Linked DNA regions of Mus musculus: region 2 is linked to region 1. A link is a contact called in public promoter capture Hi-C data. All regions are on one chromosome and are shown on one strand. The core of a region is the stretch at or near the end of the contact, and the rest is flanking DNA. Distances in the headings are between cores, read along the strand shown.

Region 1 (5,545 bases), core at 2,678-5,177:
CCTTGCACATGCTAAGCAAGAACTCTACCATGAAGCTGCACTCCCCAGCCCCAAATTACATGTTTTTATGTCTATGAAAGTGTGCTTTTCAGAAAACTCCTGATTGTAAATATTATTTTGATCTCTGAAGTATATTTATTTGGAATCACGGGGTTAATTTTATTAGAGGGAGGGAAAGAGCAACAACAGCAAAACACCTCAGGGCAGGCAAACTGTGAAAGTTCAGCAGGTACCTGGAGAATGGAGAGAAGGAGGGTGGAGTGGGGAGAGTCAACTGAAGGCAGGAGGTGAAGACACTAAACATGACAGGACACTGTGAAGAAAAGCATGCTTTAAAAAGGGAAGTGAAGGAAAAGTTACACTTACAAGTGAGTAGATGAAGAAATAGAAGTAGAGGAAGAGGTAGAGAATGGGGAAGAGGAAGTACAGGAAGAGGAGGAGAAGAAGGGGAAGAGGAAGGGGAAGAAAAGGAAGGGGAAGAGGAAGGGGAATAGGAGGAAGAGGTAGAGCAAGAGGTAGTAGAGGAAGAGGAAGAAGTAGAGAAAGGAGGAAGAGGAAGGGCAAGAGGAGGAAGAGGAGGAGCAGGAGGAAGAGGAACAAGAGGAGAAGAAGAAGGCAGCTGGTGAGATGTCTCAGGAGTTAAGAGCACTGACTACACCGGGCTTGGTGGTGCATTCCTTTAAGCCTTTAATCCCAGCACTCGGGAGATAGAGGCAGGTGGATTTCTGAGTTCAAGGCCAGCCTGCTTTACAGAGCCAGTTCCAGGATAGCCAGGGCTAGGAACAGCCAGGGCTACACAGAGAAACCCTGTCTCAAAAAAGAAAAAAAAAAAAGAAAAGAAAAGAAAAGAAAAGAAAAGGGAGAAGGAGAAGGAGAAGAAGAAGAAGAAGAAGAAGAAGAAGAAGAAGAAGAAGAAGAAGAAGAAGAAGAAGAAGAAGAAGAAGAAGAAGAAGAAGAGAAAAAAACAAAACAAACAAACAAAAAGCACTAACTGCTCTTCCAGAGGTCCTGAGTTCAATTCCCAGCAACCACAAGGTTGCTCACAACCATCTGAATCATCTGCAGTGGGATACAATGCCCTCTTCTGGTGTGTCTGACAGCTACAGTATGAAGATGATCTACAGTGTACTAATATACATAAAATAAGTAAATAAATCTTTTAAAAAGCGAGTAAACGCACACGCATTTGATCCCAGCACTTGGGAGGCAGAGGCAGGCAGATTTCTGAGTTCAAGGCCAGCCTGGTCTACAAAGTGAGTTCCAGGACAGCCAGGGCTATAGAGAAACCCTGTCTCAACCCCCCCCCCCAAAAAAAAGCGAGTAAACATGTCTCTACATGGCTGCAGTCTGTAAGATCCTGCCTTCTGAAGAATTTTTCAACATTTTAAAAGCTTCAAACTATACTTAATGATTATATTTTGTTTTGTATGTAAAACTATATAAATCCAAACTGTATCATCGATATCTGTAAGTCCATTATATGCTGTTACAGGTTTTTGTTTAGGGGCTAAAGATCTCAATAATAAAGCCCACTTGCTCCTCTTGTAGAAGGTGTTTCTAAAGACCCATGTTGGGCACTTCTCAACCATCTGCAAAAGGCAGCTCCAGAACTCAGAAGGCACCTGCACTCACATACACCACATACATATACATAATTCATATTTTAAGAAATATTTTTTAAGAAGGAGAGCTGGAAAGATGGCTCAGTGCTTATGAATACCGGATGTTCTTCCTGAAGACCCAGATCGATTCCAACCCCTGCCCCCATACATGGCAACTCACAACCACCTGTAACTCCAGCTCTAGGCGATCTGATGTCCTCTTCTGGCTTCCATGGCTACTTCATGCATGTGAAACACAGACATACATCCAAGTGAAACAACCATAAAATAGAAAATAAATAAATCATTTAAGTTATATAAAATAAAATAATTTTGATGCTTCTACCTTTCTCAAAATGATTCATACACATTATACTACTATTTTGTGGTTTATAACTGAATGTACACTGTGTGAAAGGTAAGAGGTTTATAATTTCTAGTTCCTGGTAGGCATGATAGCACATACCTCTAATCCCAGCATTTAGGACGCCAAAGCAGGAGGATCACTGAGTTCAAGATCAGTCTGGTCTATGTAGCAAGTTCCAGGACAGCCAGGGCTACACAGAAAGATCCTGTCTCAAAAAAAAAAAAAAAAAAAAAAAAAAAGAGGGAAAAATTGGGTTCTTCTTATTAGTATTATTTTCGTTCCTATTATGAGTAGTTTGTATGCAGTGTGGCACGTGCCTGTAAGAAGACAGTTTTGTGGAGTTGGTTCTTTACTTTCTCCTTTAGGTAGGAACCAGACAAGTGGTCAAGCTCACACCACCAGGTAGCAAGCAAGCGCTTTTACCTGCTGAGCGGGGCCAGTTTCCTTTCACTGGCCTAAGATGGCTTTCAATATTATTTAAAAGTTAACAAGATCAGAGCTGAGTGTGGTGTTTCATACCTGTAATCTCAGTATTTGGGGCACTAAGACAGAGAGAGATGTATGCTTCAGGGGGTCAATTCTGCGATAGCATGAGCTCTTTTTTTTTCTCCCGAGACAGGGTTTCTCTGTGTAGCCCTGGCTGTCCTGGAACTCACTCTGTAGACCAGGCTGGCCTCGAACTCAGAAATCTGCTTGCCTCTGCCTCCCAAGTGCTGGGATTAAAGGCGTGCACCACCATGCCCGGCTTGAGCTCTTGATAAAATAAAAAATCACTTAAAATAAAACCAACCAACCAAAAAGCTGACAAAATGAAATAATCTAAAAGTTATCAATATAATAAAACTAAATATAAAAAGCTATCAAAGTCATCAATGTTTTCAGAAACACTTTTATTTGCTCTAAAAGTCTCTGAAGAAATGTTACTTCCTCAAAATGTTCTTGCCCCCACCACCAAGGAAGTAGTTTCTCTTCTTATTTTAGTCAGTTGTCTCTCGCTTCAAAGCAGTTTATCTCTATCTGACATACATATATAGTATTTGTTAGTAAATTCAAAGACGATGTTCCAAGCTTGCTGTAATTTTTCACTATCAATTTCTAATTTAGTGTGTCAAAACGAACCGTACTCAAAGGATCCACTAGTGTCCAATTCAAAAATGGCTGTGCCCTATCTGAACTTCCTCATGGCAACCAAATAGCATATTGATTATAACATTTTTGACATGTTTCCCCCCCAGTCTTTTCTTGCTTTAAGATGATAATTATAATGGTATAGGAGTAGCTTCCATCTATCACGTTTTTGATTAGCAAAGAAATGTTAGAAACAGCGTACTTAGTAAAGGATGGCGTTTAAGGGGGTTACTAAGCGGTAGCCTCAATGGGGCATTCCCGAGCCAGATGTCCAGACTCTCCACAGCGGTAGCAGCTGACTTCGCTCGTCTTGCTGCAGTTCACCGCCATGTGGCCATTCTCACCACATCTGTAGCACTTAATTTGGGTACAATCTTTCTGGATGTGCCCAAATTCACCACAAGTGTAGCATTTCTGTTCTTCTTGCCGGTTGCAGTCCCGAGCCAGATGACCAGGCTGACTGCAGATGTAACAGCACTGCTCCCTCTCTCGTTTAGCCTGGGTACAGTCCTTAGCTATGTGTCCTCTTCTCCCGCAGTTGTAGCAGGTATCCTGGAGAAGATCACAGTCCTTGGCGTAGTGACCAGTTTCACCACAGCGATAACAAACATCGGACTGGTTGGCGGTGCTGCACTGGGGACCTCTGGTACGACCTCTTGCTGTTCGCCCTCGGGTTCCTCCCTTAGGACACTCCCGGGCCCAGTGGCCAGAGTGTCCACACTTGAAGCAACTTTTACTGCTCATGGGTACGGTGAGATCTTCCGGTGAGCAGGCCCACACCCCACTGCCACGGGCCCCGAGGCTACCTGCCTAGGATGGCTTAGATGGAAATGGTCGCTTTTCCTGGCAGGCCTCTGTGACGTTAATGAGCTTTGCACACGGCCTCAATGGCCACGTACATCACAAAGCCTTTGGGCTTTTTTTTTTTTTTTTTTTTTTAAGTTTTTTTCAAGAGACTGGCCTCGAACTCAGAAATCCGCCTGCCTCTGCCTCTTGAGTGCTGGGATTAAAGGCGTGTGCCACCATGCCCCACACTTTTCTATTTTATTTTAATTTAGTTTACTTTAGGTTGGTTTAGTTTTAGTTTTCCCAGACATCCCGATATCATCTCACCACCTACTCCAGCCTCGTCTTGAACTCAAGATTCTTTTCCCTGGGCATCATGAGTGCTAGGGCTACATATATGTACTGTTACACACGCCTACCTTTTTTGGGGTTGGTTTTCAACACTTGAGTTACTAAATTTGGGGATGAATCTCTTTCTGTTCAGGAATTCTGACCTGTAGAATATTTCCTAATTCAGTTAGTCCCTTTAGATGTGGTGGCACAGGCCTGTAGTCCCAGACTCAGGAGGCCTACACTACAGTAACATTGGGTACGTAACAAGAAAACTTGATTACTTCCTAAATCACAAAGAAATCCCTTTGCATATTTGTTATGTTAGCTTAATTCACTAATTTGAGGCAGGGTCTTGCTGTGCAGCCCTGTACTACCTGAGACTCACAGTTTAACACACTCTATTGTTAGTTTATTGCTGCAAACTTAACTTGCCTGTTTTGTGGAAATGAGGGCTTTTCAAATAGCCTAGCTTGCCTTCAAGTAATTGAGAATGAACTTCTGATCCTTCTGCCTCTACCTCCAATACTACTAGTGTACTAGGACTACACGAATGGGCTGCCATGCCTGACTTGCCATCTTAACTTTCAACAGAAAAGCACTATTTAGGTTAGGAAAGAACAAAATGGGGGAAGGGAGGAGGGGACAGGGGATTTTTGGAGGGGAAACTAGGAAATGATGGGATAACATTTGAAATGTAAATAAAGAAAATACCTAATTTTAAAAAGAAAAGAATTTTAAATAAATAAATTTAATTTTTTTAAAAAAAGAGCAAAATTGTAGCATTCAATATAAAACCAATGTTATTGCTTGGAAAATATATGCAATTAAAAGGAGTTGGGATATAGCTCACCTATTTGTTTAGGCCATGGGTTTGATCCCAACCAAAACAAAATATAAATGCAATCAGATATTGGATTTCTTGTCTCATAGGTGTATTCCCTACTGTTTATACCTTATATATGTACATGTACATTTAAACAAATACAAAAGTATTAGGGCTAAGAAAATAGCAGTCTTTTAATTTTTCTCTTTTCTGGTTTGATTTAAAAAAAAAAAGATTTACACCAAAAGAATGTATCAGACCCCATTACAGATGGTTGGAAGCCACCATGTAGTTACTGGGAATTGAACTCAGGACCTCTGGAAGAGCAGTCAGTACTCTTAACCTCTAAGCCATCTCACCAGCATGCTTGGTTGGTTTTTCAGTCAGGGTTTCATGAAGGCGAAGGTGGCCTTTACCTTTATTCTCTCACTGCTGCCTCCCAGTGCTGGGCTATAGGCATGCAATACCACACTCAACTTTAGGTGAATGTGTATGTATGTGTCTGTG
Region 2 (5,468 bases), core at 2,304-4,803, 1.4 Mb before region 1:
GCCAGAGGCTAACATCAGATGTCATCCTCATTCATGCTCCATGTTATTTTTTGAGACAAGGGCTCTCTGAACCTGGAGTCTCAGATTCAGGAAGAGTGGCTGGCCAGCAAGCCAAGGAATCTGTGTGTCCACTTCCACAGCACGAAATGTCATCTGAGAAGAAAGATCCTCATTGAGAAAACACCCTCATAAGATCCAGCTGTAAGCAAGCTTGTAGGGCATTTTCTTAATAATTGATGGGCAAGGGCCCAGCCTATTGTGGGAGGTGCCATCTTTGGAGAGGTGGCCTTGGGGTCTGTACGAAAGCAGGCAGAGCAAGCCACAAGGAGCAAGCCGGTAAGCAGTGCCCCTCCAATGGTCTCTGAACGAGCTTCTGCCTCCAGGTTCCTGCTCTGTTTGAGTTGCTGTACTTACTTCCTTGATGCTAAACACTGATACGGAGTGTAAGCCAAATAAACCCTTTCCTTCCCAATTTTTTGGGGGTCATGGTGTTTCATCACAGCAATAGAACCCTAACAAAGATAACAGGCTTGTCACATGGGCACCAGGGATCTGAACTCAGGTCCTTATGCTTGCATGGAAAACAGTTTTATGGGATGAGCCATTTTTCCAGCTGTTTATTTGATAAGTTTAATAAAGTTTATGGAGGCAACATATTGTAATGTACAATTCATTCTTTATGGTTCCTTATCAGATTTTCTAAATTTCCCAAGTTTTTACTTGAATGTATTTAGAAAAGAGCTGTTTTATTTGCTGGGGAATGTGTCCTGGGCAGAGCAAAACCCATTCTTATTGTCTACCTGCTTCTATGGTTTTTCAGCATGGTGATAATATCTCTCTATCTAATTGGTTCCAATGGAAGGCTAAAGACGCAATGTTAAGATGCCAAAGTATAAGATGGCCTCTTCACTTACAGGTGGCTTCAAAATAGCACCAGACCTGCGAGACACATATGGTAGTTTAATGCATCATTTACATGGCTTTCTTTGACAAGTACCATTAGAAGACCTCCTAGGAACTGCATTTTAGAATACAGAGATTTAAATTTGTGAATGGGCACGTCTGTAAAGGGAGTTTGAGGTTTAGCAAATGCCAGCATGCCACGGTTCCAGGCCTGTCACAGTGCATGCACATGTCCACAGTCCTGACATCTAACCCTGGGAATTGTTCTTGGGTAGGCATAATCTGGGGTTTAATTTTTCAGAACTCAGAATGGAGTGAAGGAAGAGGTCTTTTGGTGGCAATATGAGTGTCATCCTACCAGGTGAATCAGTTTTATTACTGGAGATACCCGGCTATTTCCTTAGATAATTACTCCCATCTCTGCTCCCAGGCTCTCTTAATATATGAAATTATTAGAATTAGACTTTGTAAAATTAGAGAAAGTTCTATTTGTGCCTGAAGACCAGAATCACTTTTCCAGTGGGTATCCAAACTAAAATTTTTACTTAATGTCCTTCGTTTTTAAGTACTTGGAAAATCTGAACTGAATAGTTGCTTCTCAAAATATCTTCAACACTTAGACATGGAGAGGGATCTAGGAATCATCTAACGCTTCCTATATTCAAGTTTCTAGCCATGGCACACCTAGAATCTACTAAACGCCTAACACTTTTCTCCTATCGCCTCTCTAATATTCTTGCTGTCTAGCCAATGAGAAGCTGAGGACTATGTCTCATGGAATAGTCCTAAGGAAGTTCCTGTGAAAAGGTCAGGGTGTCCCATGGGATCTGACCTCTCTGCATCAAAGCTGCAAGGATTTAAGGCTTGCTCCTCTTAATAACTTTAAATGTTATTTCTGTACTGGCGTCTTTTCCTAGTCTTTCCCAAGAAATATGACAAAGTGAATGGTGGAATTAAAGAGAAGTGTCTGATTGCCATTCAAAAGGTAAAGTAAATGCAGAATTGGTCTTGCCATGAAGAAACGGTTGGGCAGATAAACCTTTTTAGGCAGTCTCATTACTTGTGCGTTTGATACATATACTACATTCAGAGTGTGTTAGTTGGAGTTTTCTTTACCATAATGTAGTACCTCACAGAACAACTTAAAAGAAGGAAGAATTTATTTTGACTCACAGGTTTTGTTGTTATTTTTAAATTAAATTTAATTCTATGTATAGGAGTGTTTTGCCCTCACGTATGTCTGTACAACATGAGTATGTGTGCGAAAGGCCAGAATAGGGAGCTTCAGGTGGTAGTGCACCACTGTGTAGATGCTGGGAATTGAACCTGGGTCCTTCAGAAGAGCAGCGAGTTTTCCTAGCCACTGACTGAGCCATCTCTTTGACTCCTTGGCTTACCACTTTCCAGGCTTTCAGCCCTTTCATGGAAGGGAATATGTAGTCACACCAAGGCAGTCAGGAAGCCAAGAGAACATGTCTGTGCTCTGGGCTTTCTCTTTTTCTTCTTTTATTCCACCTGATCCCAGTCTGCACCCCACATTCAGGTTAGGAAGCTCAATTTCACTGTTGTAATTATTTTCCCTTCTACCTCCTCCCTTAATTAATCCTATTTGGAAACAGCCTCAAAGGTATACCCAGAGGTGCACTTTACTAGTCTCCTTGGACTTTACCTATCCAACAGACAAAATGAACCATCACACAAGAGGGTGATGCTTCCTTCCTCTTTGAGAATTGTGGACACTCAGAGCATAATCTGTATTCTGATAATTACAATATGGTATTAAGGTATTGCTGACATTTTATGTAAATCTCTGTATAAAAATTTCCAAATATAAAATATCAAATCATATCATATGTAGGTTTTCTAATCACTCTAAGTTAAAATTAAATAACATTAAAGGTGTTTATAATATACTCTGGATATATTTATTATTCTCTCATTACTGTTTTTTCAACTGTATTATTTAAATAGTTTTTGTGTGCTTGAATTTAACTTCACTTAAATGCATTTTTTTTAATGGATGGACAGAATTCTATCCCTCGCAAATTCATAAGGTGAAGTCCTATCCCCCATCAACTCAGAATATGATTGAGTCATGTGGATGGCCCAAATTCTGTAAGACCTGTGTCCTTACAAGAGAATATTAAGACACACACGCATATATATGTGTGTGTTCATAGAGAATACCCCATATGATGGCACAGCGGGATTATGGCCATCTGCATGTGTGGAGAGAGGTCTCAGAAAAAACTAAAGTGACCAACACCTGAATCCCAGCATCTGCCTCCCCTTTTTGAAAGCTGATAATTTTTTGCTGTTAACTCACCCATCATGATGTTTTTGTTATGACAGAGAAGTAAGCTAGAACACTTTTCAAATTCACATATGCTACTTGCATAGTAACATGGCCAATTTTCTTGGTATTATTTAATTTTAGCATGTGAGCTATCAAAGTCCACAAGAATTCTACTTTGTTTTCATTGGAAGCTATGCCCTTCATATAAAACTCCATAGGTTATCTTCAGGAACCCCTTTCTCCTGTTAGTAGACTGTGGAAGATGTAAGAAATTGTGGCAAAATGGAGAGAGGTCCCATCCTACCCTCATCTCCGCAACTGTTCAAGCAGAGAATGCAGCTTGTTTCTCTCTAGTCACGCTGAAAAACCACTTCCTGGGAACTGGCGATACTGGGTGAGAAGACAGAGAAGGTTGGTCATTAATGTGCTGGCTTGGGTCACTACGAAGTCTTTCAAGCCCCTCTGCACCCGGAGGTCATTTTCCTTCTTGGTAGTGCCGCTGTTTTCATAATTGCTTCCTTCTTTGACCTTTTCCTCTAATAAACTGAATTTGGAGTTAGACTCCTCAGTGTGTCCCCTTCAGGGTCCTAGGTTTTTTCTTGTTTACCCAGTGCACATGAAAATGTTATAAAATAACACTCAAACAGAATGTGAAAGGAATAAGATTTTTAGTTAGAAAAGTAGAACACCAGATAGTGATAACTCAAGAGGCTTTTAGCCTCAGGTCTCTAATTATTTTTCTGGTCTCTGTTAGGTTTTTCTTTTTTCTTTTTAGTACTGGCAAAACAGAGTCTGTTTCTGTAATCCCCATCCACAACATTCATCTGCATTACGAAGAAATTACATAAAATATGTGAACACAGGAAAAAAAACCAGTTTATTTAGTTTTTACCAAATCTAGTGATAGCCATTTCTGTTGGATCTCAGCCTTTCCCATAGGACTGCTACAATTTACAGGTGTAATGAAACAAAAGCCAGAAAAAACGCCTGTGTAGCTGTAGTATCCTTATTGGACCTAGGAAACCAGCCTTTCTCCCAGCTCGGGGAGTCAAATGTTCTAGGGCTAGAGCATTCAGAAGGGGTTTTAAAGGCATCATAATATAATTTAGACTTTTGCTGGGTGATTTTTTTTAAAACAAGACTCTGGATTGGGTGCTATAAAGAAGCAGAGATTAATGGATGGTTATATATGTTAATATATCTTATAGAGAGAGCTGACTAGTCTGGGGCTGAAGTTGAATTGTAATTGGTAAAGAATAAGAATCATTCATCTATTAACTGAGGGAAGGAGTTTTAGTATTTCATAGGTTACAACATTTCCTTGTATTTCCTTGTGGTTAGGCAAATTTACAGAGCAGTCTTGTCCTCACATTCTTTTTTCAAAAAGGCCTTATCTGGTGCTGATATTTTAGGAGCTACTTTATGTCTGCTAGAGAGTAACTCGGCCTTGCTATGAGCACTAGGAAAGCTTTCAACAGCTGTCAGGCCAATGTTTGATTATTAGGGACTGATTTTTCTTACTCATGTTTAAACCAGTACAATAACAACATCAAAAAGCAATGCAATTTTAGAATGGGGCACAGAAGCAAATAGAGTTCTCAGAAAATGAAATACAAATGACTGAGAAGATTTAAAAAATGGTCAGCACCTTTAGAAACACTTAAAAATGCTCAACATCTTTAGAAACACTTAAAAATGTTCAATCACTTTAGGCATCAGGAAGATGCAAATTAAAACAACATTGACATTTCAGCTTACCCCAGTCAGAATGGCTAAGATCCAAAAAAGAAAGAAAAAGACTATAAATGTTGAAGTAGATGTGAAAGGGGGGCACTTACTGCTTGTGGGAGCATGAACTGGTGGAGCCACTATGTAATCAGCTGTAGGTTCCTCACAAAGCAAAACTTAGATCTACCATATGATCCAGCTATGCCCTTCTTGGGTGAATACCCAAAGGACTTTGTTTCCTACTCTAGAGACACTTGCTCAGTCCTGTTTAGCTCTCTTCATAATAATCAGGAAATGGAAACAGCCTAGATGTCCATCAACTGATGAATGGATAATGGAAATGTACATCTATATAATCAAAGAGTGCTCAGCCATTACAAAAAACAAAATTATGAAGTTTGCAAGCAAATAGAATTGGAAACAATCACTAGGTGTGAGATGACCCATACACATAAGGCAACCTTCACATGTTTTCTGTTACTTACAGATGTTAGTTTCAAATCTTTAGCTATGTATGTTTCATTTGAAATACCCATATAGA

What was found. Promoter capture Hi-C pulls out the DNA fragments that hold promoters and counts their contacts.
Region 2: a promoter capture Hi-C map of pre-B cells shows a contact between it and region 1, with 7 times the contacts expected there. The contact joins the enhancer-like site here to the promoter of Zcchc13 in region 1. A contact is called at or near these places in 6 of 39 promoter capture datasets (the 3T3-L1 cell line, cranial neural crest, hippocampal neurons and 3 more), 1 of 484 Hi-C or Micro-C datasets (nephron progenitors) and 1 of 115 datasets of contacts at active chromatin or transcription factors (astrocytes).

What each region holds. Positions count from the first base shown.
Region 1 is chrX:103,628,968-103,634,512 of GRCm38.p6, reverse strand. Zcchc13 (zinc finger, CCHC domain containing 13) reads right to left here and starts at 3,927. Exons shown (of 1, transcript NM_029158.2): 1 at 2,849-3,927. The coding sequence starts at 3,840. The coding sequence ends at 3,328.
Region 2 is chrX:104,996,531-105,001,998 of GRCm38.p6, reverse strand. Gm33486 (a long non-coding RNA gene) reads left to right here. Exons shown (of 3, transcript XR_387034.2): 3 at 1-558. Among named protein-coding and RNA genes, the nearest start is that of Gm33486, 4.6 kb to the left of the region's middle. Within about 2 kb of position 3,553, at least 3 of the 459 cell types and tissues checked have an H3K27ac peak or open chromatin away from gene starts, as enhancers often do. A contact at or near this core is called in pre-B cells, where this site is marked.